Linked DNA regions of Mus musculus: regions 1, 2 and 4 are each linked to region 3. Evidence: chromatin contacts called from public promoter capture Hi-C data. All regions are on one chromosome and are shown on one strand. Each heading gives the region's core, a stretch centred on a gene start, on an enhancer-like site or on the middle of the called end of the contact. The rest is flanking DNA. Distances are from core to core; before and after follow the strand shown. Region 1 has its middle 41 kb from the start of Ptcd2. Region 2 holds the start of 6430562O15Rik (RIKEN cDNA 6430562O15 gene). Region 3 holds the start of Tmem171 (transmembrane protein 171). Region 4 holds the start of Mrps27 (mitochondrial ribosomal protein S27).

Evidence for each region. Promoter capture Hi-C pulls out the DNA fragments that hold promoters and counts their contacts. Capture Hi-C pulls out chosen DNA fragments and counts their contacts.
Region 1: a contact with region 3 is called in a promoter capture Hi-C map of hematopoietic stem and progenitor cells, with 3 times the contacts expected there. The contact joins the enhancer-like site here to the promoter of Tmem171 in region 3. A contact is called at or near these places in 9 of 39 promoter capture datasets (the C10 cell line, cranial neural crest, embryonic stem cells and 5 more), 3 of 115 datasets of contacts at active chromatin or transcription factors (embryonic stem cells and pancreatic cancer cells) and 1 of 9 other capture datasets (embryonic stem cells).
Region 2: a contact with region 3 is called in a promoter capture Hi-C map of liver, with 3 times the contacts expected there. The contact joins the promoter of 6430562O15Rik here to the promoter of Tmem171 in region 3. A contact is called at or near these places in 5 of 39 promoter capture datasets (liver, neutrophils, pre-B cells and 1 more) and 1 of 9 other capture datasets (embryonic stem cells).
Region 4: a contact with region 3 is called in a promoter capture Hi-C map of adipose tissue. The contact joins the promoter of Mrps27 here to the promoter of Tmem171 in region 3. A contact is called at or near these places in 1 of 39 promoter capture datasets (liver), 4 of 115 datasets of contacts at active chromatin or transcription factors (bone marrow-derived macrophages, embryonic stem cells and memory CD8 T cells) and 2 of 9 other capture datasets (adipose tissue and liver).

Annotation. Positions count from the first base shown.
Region 1 is chr13:99,302,793-99,305,492 of GRCm38.p6, forward strand. No RefSeq gene overlaps it. Among named protein-coding and RNA genes, the nearest start is that of Ptcd2, 41 kb to the right of the region's middle. Within about 2 kb of position 1,264, at least 18 of the 459 cell types and tissues checked have an H3K27ac peak or open chromatin away from gene starts, as enhancers often do.
Region 2 is chr13:99,411,543-99,414,242 of GRCm38.p6, forward strand. 6430562O15Rik (RIKEN cDNA 6430562O15 gene) reads right to left here and starts at 1,284. Exons shown (of 2, transcript NR_015515.3): 1 at 300-1,284; 2 at 1-29. It overlaps Mrps27 (mitochondrial ribosomal protein S27), which reads left to right. Exons shown (of 11, transcript NM_173757.3): 10 at 653-823.
Region 3 is chr13:98,693,538-98,696,237 of GRCm38.p6, forward strand. Tmem171 (transmembrane protein 171) reads right to left here and starts at 1,305. Exons shown (of 4, transcript NM_001373965.1): 1 at 1,269-1,305.
Region 4 is chr13:99,343,491-99,346,190 of GRCm38.p6, forward strand. It overlaps Mrps27 (mitochondrial ribosomal protein S27), which reads left to right and starts at 1,296. Exons shown (of 11, transcript NM_173757.3): 1 at 1,296-1,385. The coding sequence starts at 1,313. Ptcd2 (pentatricopeptide repeat domain 2) reads right to left here and starts at 1,188. Exons shown (of 10, transcript NM_026873.2): 1 at 1,074-1,188. The coding sequence starts at 1,179.

The sequences.
Region 1 (2,700 bases), core at 14-2,513, 610 kb after region 3:
AAGGATACAGGAACAAACCAAACTGTTTCTCTTACTATGCTTCCACAACACAGACCTCTGCTCTAATCAAATGTGTAAGGGCATGGGGTGTTGCTGTGCAGCCAAGCAAGCAATTAGCACTGAAGCAGGCACCAGCTCAGTCCTGACACTGTCTACTGGAACACACCATCAGATGCCAGGCCACAGCTCAGTCCCATGAGACAGTCCTCCGTTTTAGATGCCAGTTTTAAACTCTTACTTTGTTAGGACTGTGCTTTCGATTGGCTGTAGGTCAGCATCAGAGTTGACTAATGTGCTATAGAAGCTTCCAGAACCCAGGGAAACATTGGCATTCACTGTTTGAATTTGTAAAAGGTACCATGGAGGATGCAGATGTGGAGATGCATAGGACAAGGTCGCTGGAAGGAACGCTGGGCCTCTGGCCCTCTCTTGGTAACCGGTCTTCAGGAATCTCCACATGTAGGGCTATCTAGAAACTCTAAAATTCAGTCCTTTTTGGTTTGGGGTTTTAAAGGAAGTTTTATTATATAGCTTAGCCATTGGTGATCAGCTTAACTGTCAGCCCTTCCCAGCCCTCACCCACCAAGTTTGGGAGGTGGGGAATGGGAGTTAAGCATCCCAAGACACCAATCCTGTCTTGGTATGATCTATGACTAATCTGCATCTCGAAGCTTGCTAGAAGCTGCTAGCTTATCAGTCATCTCACTAACATGAAGAAGGCATCACTTTGAAGATTGCAGGATCTTAGAAGTTGTATACCAGGAAGCAAGGCCAGAGAACAAATGCATATTTCATAATATCACAGCAAAGTCCATTTGTACTCCCGTTGCCTTGGGCCCATTCCTTTTTGTTTCCTTATTCCAGCTTTTGAAAGACAGGAATCTGACTGGCACCACTCATTGTTTCCAGTAGTTCGTATCTCACAGGTACTCTTTGGCTGCCTGTTGGTCCAAGTGCGCATCTTATACCAGTCAAAGATGGTTCCGATCACACAGTAAATTAAGGGTCTACTGATGAGGTGATTTCTTTAAAAGGAGCGCAGACATTTTATGTCCAAAGCATTTGGTTGTTTGGTTTGTTTTGTTTTAATCTTCTGGAACTGAATTTCTTAATTGGCATTTTCGGGAAAACTTCTCCTGATTTATACAAATATGTTATTCAGAAACTCTTTATTTAACTGTGAGTCCCAGCCACGCTGCTCCCATCTGCGAGGCCGTTGGCACTTTTCCAAGAATCTATATTGGATTCCACCCTCTCACTCTGAAATTTCAGCATGATTCTGGAAGGGAGTGAATCTATGTATCCTGGCCTCTGGGCTTTCTCCAAGGTCTGGTGACTTCCTAACTGGGCCACCCCTTGGTGGCATCTTTCCCAGAGGTCCTTCAGTACCATACCAGAACTTCGTTTTCCCATAGAAACCCTGTCCTAAGGTCCCATAGAGGCTTGTTGGCTTAGGATCTTCAATGGGTACAAGGAAGTTATCAAGAAACAGAAGAGGGGTTTAGAGCTCCCTAAGCCTCAGTCTGGCCTGAGAGTCTTGCTGCACAGATGAAGAACATGATTAGGCTGCAGCCTGCAAAGGGTGGAGAGAAAAGCCGGAAATGAGCTTAGATCTGCCTAACTCCCTACCCCATTCTGTGCATTGACTGGGCAGCTTCAAAGAAAGAAAACAGCCCGGCCCCGCCCCAAATGGCGAATGGATCAAGCCAGGGTGTAGAGACAAGCAAACAGTGGCTACCGAGGGACCAGATTCTCAGTGAGGACACACAGCCAGATTCTTGCCCAATAGAAAGGACGGGCTAAAGTGTCACTGACATATTTGGAGGTCATGCAAAGTCACAGAAGGCGAGGCACGAGTGACGAGTGACGTCTCTGAGGCAGCTGTTTGGATTAAAAGATTAGTCTAGAGACAGGTGTCACACGGGTTGGACTAGGAAAAGCTAAAGGTGGTTTAGACATGCAACTCTAGATGACCTCTTTTTTTTTCATTAATTTATTTATTCATTTTAAAGCCCAATTGAAGCCCCTGCCTCCTCTTGGTCCCCCCTCACCCAGTTCCTCCCCCATTCTCCCCTTCCTTTGTTCTCTGAGAAGGGCAGACACCCCTGGGTATCACTCCACCCTTACACATCAAGACACTGTATGAGAGAATGAAGCTCTGGTATAGTACTGAAGGACCTCTAGGAAAGAGGCCACCAAGGGGTGGCCCAGTTAGGAAGTCACCAGGACTAGGTATATCCACTCCCACTGATGCCAGACAAGGCTGCTCAGTTAGGGGAATGGGATCCACGGGCAGGCAACAGATTTAGGGACAGCCCCCGCTCCAGTTGAAGACCAAGCTGCACATCTGCTGCATATGTGTGGAGGGCATAATTCCAGCCTGTATATGCTCTTAGGTTTATGGTTGACACTCTGGGAGCCCTCAAGGATCCAGGCCAGTTGATTATGGTGGTCTTCCTGATGAGTTCCTATCTCCTCCAGGTCCTTCAATCCTCCCTCCAACTCTTCCACAAGACTCCCGAGCTCTGTCCAGTGTTTGGCTTTGGGCCTTGGCATGTTTCAGTAAGCTGTTGGGTGGAACCTTCTAGAGGCTCTTTGAATCTCAGAGAACACTTCACAATTGGCTTCATACTCCCAAGACTGTTCCAAGTCTTTCCAAGTATCTTTTTCTCTGTAACACTCATGAGCTTGGAATTGCCA
Region 2 (2,700 bases), core at 34-2,533, 720 kb after region 3:
AAAAGAAACCACAAACATTTTCAGTGTGGCTGTCAAAAAGGCAATGGAAAATCAGATTATTGTTGATTCATACATCATTAAGTGAAAGGAAAGCTGTCTGCTCCCTTACATTCAAGCTCAGATCAATAAATACCACCCTCTTCACCACCTCCCCCATCCAAAAGGGATTTACGGCGGTGGAATAGAAACTTAAGTAGTTTTGGTGGATTTACCCCTCCTGTAGTATGGAGAGACTACATAGCACTTTTCTCCATTATCCTTGGCTATTGGTAAAGTATCTGTCTCACAAGCTTACGTACCTGAGTTCAGATCCCCAGAACCACTTAAAAAGCCAGGCCCAGGAGTGCAGTTATCGTCCGGTAATGGCAGGGAGGGAGCAGAGAGACATGAAGCCCTGGGAGCTGGCTAGCTGCCTAGCCTACACCCTTGGAGATGCTCTTCTGTGTGGCCTTGACTCTGAAATGCCAAGGCTCACCACTCAGCTTTCATTTCTGTCCTGAGGTCCTCAACCCAGTGTCTCCCATGGCACATTATGCTGATATCATTAATGCTCTTTCTCAGTCATTATAACCAAGGAACACACACTTTGAAGTTGGCCTGCACACAGTCAAGTCTATAACAGATGTCCTCCTGACTCTCCTGTGCCCTACAGCTCGATGTGCTGGATGGAGTCCTGAAGGTGGTGACGTCTCCAGATGTCCAGACTTCAGAGGCACAGCCTCAGGAAGGTGAAGATGGCTTGGGCTCAGCAAACCTGGTGGAGCAGCTAGACACTGAGGAACCAGAACAGTCCAAGCTTCCCCGATACCTCGAGCGCTTTCAGGTGATTCGTAGTAGAAACTGAGCCTTTTCCTGCATCAGTCACACACAAAGGCATGAAAAACTCGCATCAAGAATTGCAGTTGTGTTCCTTCCCACAGACCGTGGCCTTTTGGGAAAGCAGTGGCATTGTTACGACTTCATGCTTGAGCTGATGTCACGGTTCCGTTCCCTGGGGCAGCACGGCACCCCAGCGGCTTCTCAACAGCAGCCTGATTCCCACTCAGGGTGGCAAGTGACCAGCCATTTCTCTACACTACACCAAATGTGCTGGGTCAGTCACAGCTTCAGCAGAGATAAGACTCACGAATCCTTTGTGGCGCTTAGCTGGCAGCTTTGTGCTGTTCAGCAGGGCCATTAGAGACACTGCCTGTGGACAGGTTTCCAGAACAGTGCTGAGCACTCAAACTGTCAGTGAGCTCTCTGTCCCAAATGCTCTGCTGTTTGTGTCAGGGAAGAAAATCCCTGAGCCTGCTCTCTGCTTTGTTTCTTGTCTCTTTAATACAAAAAGAAGGAAGTACTTTCAGGTTATGATGTCATCATAGGAGCGGGAGAATTCTCCTCCCACGCCTGCTGCTGCACTGTGCCTTTTCACAGCAGGAAGGAGAGCTGGGCTCCTGCCCGTGAGTCTGTCTCTTCTGACCCAGCAATGGCAGGCCTTGCCGTAGCACAGGATCCCATGGTATTTTAGGGTTTTTTCTCCCCAATACTTCTGAAGGGAAGTCATTCTTAGCTTCTCTCCTGTAATTTGAAACTAAGAATAAAAAGATTGATGTTCCTTGTCATACCCCAAGGACAAAGCAGAGTAGAGAACTTAGACACAGTTCTTTCTCTTAACTTTGCTTGTCAGTGTATAAAACTTAAAGAAAACAAGAATCACCACACTTGCTGGGCGTGGTGGTGCACGACTTTAATCCCAGCACTCGGGAGGCAGAGGCAGGAGGATTTCTGAGTTTGAGGCCAGCCTGGTCTACAGAGTGAGTTCCAGGACAGCCAGGGCTACACAGAGAAACCCTGTCTTGAAAAAACAACATCAACAACAAAACATTAAAAAAAAGAATGACCACACTGCTGAATGCTGCCTGAGGTTGCTGAGCCACTGTCAGGCGTCAGGTTTGCCTGGGTTTTGTAAATGTTGTACTCAGTTTTGATTGCTTTTTGACTTTTGGCCGTTTTTTGTCCGTTGCGTCTCAGAGGATGGAGACCTTTGTCTTCACTAGCTTCTAGCCCTTTTACTGCCATGGGACACTGTCTGAGCATCCAAGAAAGAACAGAAACACATGTTTGTAGCCTGCCATCTGTGACCTTAGCTATGTTAGCAGCTGTAAGCCCCCTCCCCCATTTCCTTTATCCTCACAGGAGGCCTGGGCGGGAGAGTCTCGGCTTATGTGACCCAGCAGTGAGCTGGGATTTGGACAAAGCCAACCTCCTCACAGTTGAGATTTCCTGGCTTTCTCTTTGGCCTCAGACTACCTGGAAAATTATGTTAGGAAGAAATGGTTTTCAGTTTACATTTTCTTCCTGTTGCCTGCTTTTCATTAGTCTGAGGTCATCTGTTTGGGTCTGTTTTTATAATTAGTCTGCTCCTTAGATCCCATCGGTCTGGCCCCCTTTGCCGTTCTGCCAGATCCTATGCTGTACGCTAAGTCACCTCGGGGTGCGAGCACATGTGACTCTCAGCTGCAGCTGGGGTCCTAAATGTCACTCTCTGGTGATCTGTGTCTAGAAGCACTTAAATTGATTAATGCTTTTAGTAAGTCTCTGGGCTGCTACACTGACCCTACCAGGCTGCCCTCTCAGACGGAGCTGTAAGCAGGCAGGAGGGAAGGGCTGACCTGTGGGGGAGCACAGCAGGTGGAGGCCTACAGTGCTCAGGCACTC
Region 3 (2,700 bases), core at 55-2,554:
CTACTTCCACAGAGGCCTAGACACAGTAAACAGAGAGTAGTTACAAAGCACAGAAGGCTAACAAAACTTGCTGGGAAACCAAAAGTGGAACTAAGTGAAAAAGCACCTTCCACGAGTCGACACAAGGTCACGGTGGCACACACCATTAATGGGAGACAGTGGTAGGAGGATCTCTAAGCTTGAGGCCAGCCTGATCTACAGAGTGAGTTCCAAGACAGCCAGAGCTACGTAATAGAGAGACCCTGTCTCAAAATAAAACAAAAACAAAAGAGTATTATTACCTGACCTCGCAAGCAATGGTTAAAGGGCATGCTGGTTCACACAGCACTGATCTTTGAACCATTGACCTTGCCTCAGTCTGGTAAATGGGAGTACAAGACCTCACTGTAGCTCTCACGAACACAATCCAAAGTCAGGAAGGACATAGTCAAACACAGAAAACTTTCAAACATATTCTGCCATTCACATTCATGATCCTCTGACGGAGCTCACAGCTGCAAGACCAAGATCATCTTGCCAGGCTCGTGGGTAAGGAAGGTGAGTTTGGGTGATGGAAGGAGATGGGTGACATTGCTGTCCTAGGAAGTGCTTTTCCCAGGGAGAGTGTGATAGAATCAGAAGGAAGTGGAGAAAAAAAAAAGAAGAAGAAGAAGAAGAAGAAGAAGACGCAGAGGAGTGAAGGATGCATTTCTCTCAAACTTGCAAAAGCCACATTTCATGGTGATGCTAAGATGGAAGACTTAAAGCATCCTGCTAATTTAAAACACATCTTCCCCCAATCACATAATCCCACCGCTGCTTTAACTCACTGGGTTTTTTTGGTGTCTTCAGCTTTGTAGCCAGTCGCTGAGCTTCACCTGTTTTAAGGCAAATTCTCAAACACCAACACAAAAACAGTAGAAGCACCGAACTAGATTTGTACTTTCTTTCACTCCAGGACACCTACTAGAACATGTTTGTCCCTGATCCAAACTAAGGCGAGGATCGCTTCAGCGGCCCCCTTAGGTGCGCTCAAAACACGGACACCCAGGGACAACCAAATAGATGGGAAATTATATACGAAGCCGAACTTTTTCTACTCTAAACTCAGTTTCCTCACAAAGCCAAATCTGCCCTACTAAACGCTCCTTTGCATATTCCAAAAGCCAGACCCAAATCAACGGCACATCTCTTCATCCAAAGCTCTGGAGGGTTGGCAAAGCAAGGCCTGGAGAGGAGAATGTCTTTGCGGGGACTCAGGAGCAGCTGCCTTTCGGGGAGCCCCTTACCTGCGCTGCTGGTCCTGGGACTCTCCGCCACACCCCTGGCTCCACGCACACCCTCTCTGCGCGTCCGGGCGCGGAGGGCGGGCCTCCTCCGTGTGCAGAGAGCCAGGCAGAGCCCGGCTCGCGGGTGCGGCGGCCGGGCAGGGCAGGGCAGGGCTGGCCGGTAGGATCTGGCCGCCACCGGGCGCTGCCCTCCTGAGGCACCGGCGCGCCGCTCCGGAGCACAGAACTAGGGTCAGCTTCGCGGCCCTGGGACCATAAGACTTGGCAGTGCAAGCGAGGGATCGACGTGGGGGGCGGGGGGGAGGCAGATGGGCACGCTCCACCAAGTTGTGGGTGCCAGCGAGTCCAGCTGGGGCTGCGTGAAGTGGCGACACGGAGGCGGGCATCTGAGAAAGGAGCTGGTCCCTTAGCAGCCTAGGTGCAGCGCTCCGGGAGGGGGAAGGGGCCGGCTGAGGAATACCTGAGCCCCGGGGAAGAGCAACAGGGAAAGTCGGGCCACAGTCCACGACCAAGCAGCCCCCCACCCTCAACCCCCGCCATTCTGCCGCCACTGCCAGTCCGAGGGCAGGTGGCCCTTCTACTATACTACTCTGAGACCTTGACGGGAGTCCCGGGACCTAGAACCTCGCAGGTAGTTTTCTACAAGAGGATAATGGGGACCCCCAGGAGTCCCTGAAGAGTGAGGCCGGGGACCTTGTATGCTAACCATTCAACATGATAGCCTAGCTCGTAGACTGAAGCTTATACCCAGCAAGTCCTGTAGTGGGTCACCCCTGTCCCTTCCTGGTCATATATATGCATGCAGCCCTCCTTTGCCATAAAGCACCCTTCCTGGAGCTCTGGAGATTAAACTGTTAACTCTCCCTGCCCTTGAACGGAGTGTCTGATGGGTTTGCTAATCCCCATGCTATTTGTAACCTGCCCCGTGACACTTGACAACTATCCAACTGTGCTAGTTTCCACACCAGAGGTCAGGCCACTGTGAGAGGTAAGTCAAGTGTGCTCTGGACCCAAACACAGAGGCACCCAGAGCTCTGGGGACTTTCCCACCCTTGCCTTTTCTCCCTAGCTTCCTGTCTCCTTGAAAGCCCATCCATTCTTGTTAGCTTCCTGATGGATGAGTTAGGCTTGGTAAGCAGAGGCAAAGAAAGGGGTCACGGTGGGGTCAAAAAGGTTTGGGGACTGGTGGAGTGGGAAGGGTAAGATGGGGGCTCACCAGGGAAGCACATAGCCATGGGGATGTGGTGGGCACACAGGTCTAGCGGGCCAGATGTGGGCTTTCTCACAGTCAGGGTGCTCTGAGCATGGGGTCTCTAACAAGGCAGACTTACATACTGGCTAATATCAGTATCCAGCACCCAGCTGGCTCTGCAGGGAGTTCCTGCCTTCATCTTCAGCCCATGGTCCCCTATTGTGTGTCTTCAGGTCTCTG
Region 4 (2,700 bases), core at 46-2,545, 650 kb after region 3:
ATCCATCCAGAGAGGTACAAATACTATATATCCCTGGTGAGAAGCAAACATCTCCAGTCAAGTATTGAATGCAAGTCTTACATTTGAAAGAGGTAGGGATTGATGGAGTGTGAAGACTGGTTGACAAGATGAGCTATGAAGAACAAATGGGCATTTGCTATCTAGTTGGGGGCTAGCAATGCAGACACCTACACACACACACACACACACTGCAGACACCTACACACACACACACACACACACACACACACACTTTTGCTTGGTTTATTTTGGGAGAAACATGAAATATTGGGAAAAGCTATATCATGACTTCCAGTTTTGAAACTTCGGCACTGAAGATAGCCTTTCAGATCTGGACTCAGTAACCCTAGATCAGAAATCACTGACCACAGATCAGCAAGTCTGGAATGTACCCTTCTGCATCGTTGGCTGTGCATGAGATAAAAACAGATGAACCGTGCACTGAGATCTGACACAGTAAGGTAGTAACAAAAATAGTTGTTTATGAAAAGGCAGTCCTGTGACGCTGTCAGATCTGGGTCTTTAGTTCAAATACAGCATCTGCCAGCTCCCTGTGACCTTGGGCGAGTGACAACCTTGTCTACTTCCTATTCTGTAAATGAAGAAGGGTACCTCTGTCACTGGATGCTATGTGTGTGTGTGCGCGCCCACATTATAATAATTTTATTATCAATAGCAGTCACGCCTTCAGAAAGGCGGTAAGGAATAATTTGGGGGATGAGGACGCCTGCCTCGAGTCTTTGAGAATGTAAGCAGCACAGCTTGGGTTCCCATCTCTTAAACTCCGCACCAAAACCTTGCAGAAAAGGACACCCGACGACTGAGGTATGTTCTCGAAGAGCAACTTGGACCTTTGCAAGTGCAGTCCCTAGCTGCCCTTTGCTTTCCAGGCACAGAGCAGAGGGGTTCACAGTCCGGAAGCAAACCGGGCTGCTCACGCGTGCAGCAAAAGGGAAAGGGCGCACGAGCCTCCTCCAAAAAGAGAGGCCGCGGTGGGCTCACGCTCCCTTCTCTTCCACCCTCCCTCCTTCCAGGCGTGCGGCCGCTCGTACCTCCGAGAGTGCAGCGGCAGCAGGCGGAGCCTGAGCCCGTCACCCCGGGATGCAGCGAAGGACGCGGCACCCGCAGGCGTTCCAGGGGCCGAAACACTGTAGCCATGTTGTTCCGGGCCGGGCTGCACCATCTGCGGGACCCGGGCAGGGGGGACCTCTGAGGTGGTAGGACCACTTCCGGCGGAGGCGGGCTCTGTGCCTGTCCCCCCACGCCCGCCTTCCACTTGGTGCGCTCCAAGATGGCGGCTCCCATGGTGCGGTGTGGGATGCTCCTGGCTCGGCGACTAGACGCGTCTCGCCTTTGCCTCGCAGGTTGGTGGCTGCTGCCTTGGAGCTGCAGCTCCATTTAGGCCTCCCAGCACGCTGTTTATTGAAGGAAGGGGGTGATGGGCTTCCAGGAAGCGCATAAGTGCGTCTGGGATCCGGTTGCTAGAGAAGCCGTTTAGGGTATTGGTAACCCAGAAAGGAAAAATAATCCCTCTTCTTTAAGGCTAGTACCCGCCATTCCAAACTTTTGAAAAGTAGGGGAAGGCTGTAGCATGAGGTTCTGCGTATGTCTTGCAAGTTTAATGTATTAAATTAGTAGACTTCTTGGTGATCATGAAAAACCCAAATATGTTCACTCCGTGGGCTAGAACAGTTTTCTTCCCCTGAGATTTCTTTGGAGGGTCATCAGGCAAAAGTTTTCCCTCACTGCCTTGTACTTGATGACCCGAACCCTTGGTCTTCATCTCCTGAAAGAATTTTTCAACACTAGCCTCACTTTACCTGGTGACCTTGGCCACAACTTCTGCCTGACATTTCTTTTTTTTTTTTTTTTTCCACCAGTAGGTAAACAAGCAGAGCGATTTGATGGCTTGAGTTGAATCACATAATCACTCAAAGCCTTTTTAGGGTACCTAATGGTGAAAATACGTTTTGAAGTTTTTGCAAAACCCGAGTTTGTAGTGCTTACAATCTCGTAATCCTTGAAGATGTGCCAGATAACAGAAGTAAAATGAACTAACCACACTTGGATGTTTGCAATGCTGCTTGTTTTCAATCAGACTCCCTTAACACCAGTCACAAAAAGAGAAGCAATGCTCACTTGCTCTCACTCCTGTAAGTGTACAGCCATTTAAAAACTCCACAGTTGTCCTCAAGAGTTTTCTAAAGATAAAGTGTTTGAACTACCTGGCAAGAACACTTCATATCACACATTTGACAAATTGATACGAACAATATTTGGCACTAAGAGTGCTTTGTAGAGCTATTTGGCATATTTAATTGTGATTGGTAGTAAATTCTTTGAAGTTTCATAAGACCCACACTAGTAGATACAGGAGAGTAAGTTGGTTGCTTATAATGGCTGGGGCAACTATTGTAACAAAGGAATGGAAACTACACAGAGCAACTTGAGAGAACCTTTACTTTGGCAGTTTATACTCTGAAGCTATCCCAACTTGGTAGTTGCTAGTACTTGTAGCTATTTAAATTTAAGTTGAAGATAAATAAGATTAAAAACTAAGTTTCTTCACGGCAGTTAGTGTTTTATGTGGTCAGTACATCCATGTAGCTGATGTCTTTTGTCTTGGACAATTTAAAATGTAACATTTTTATTTCTACAGAAGTTTTTTGGACACTGCAT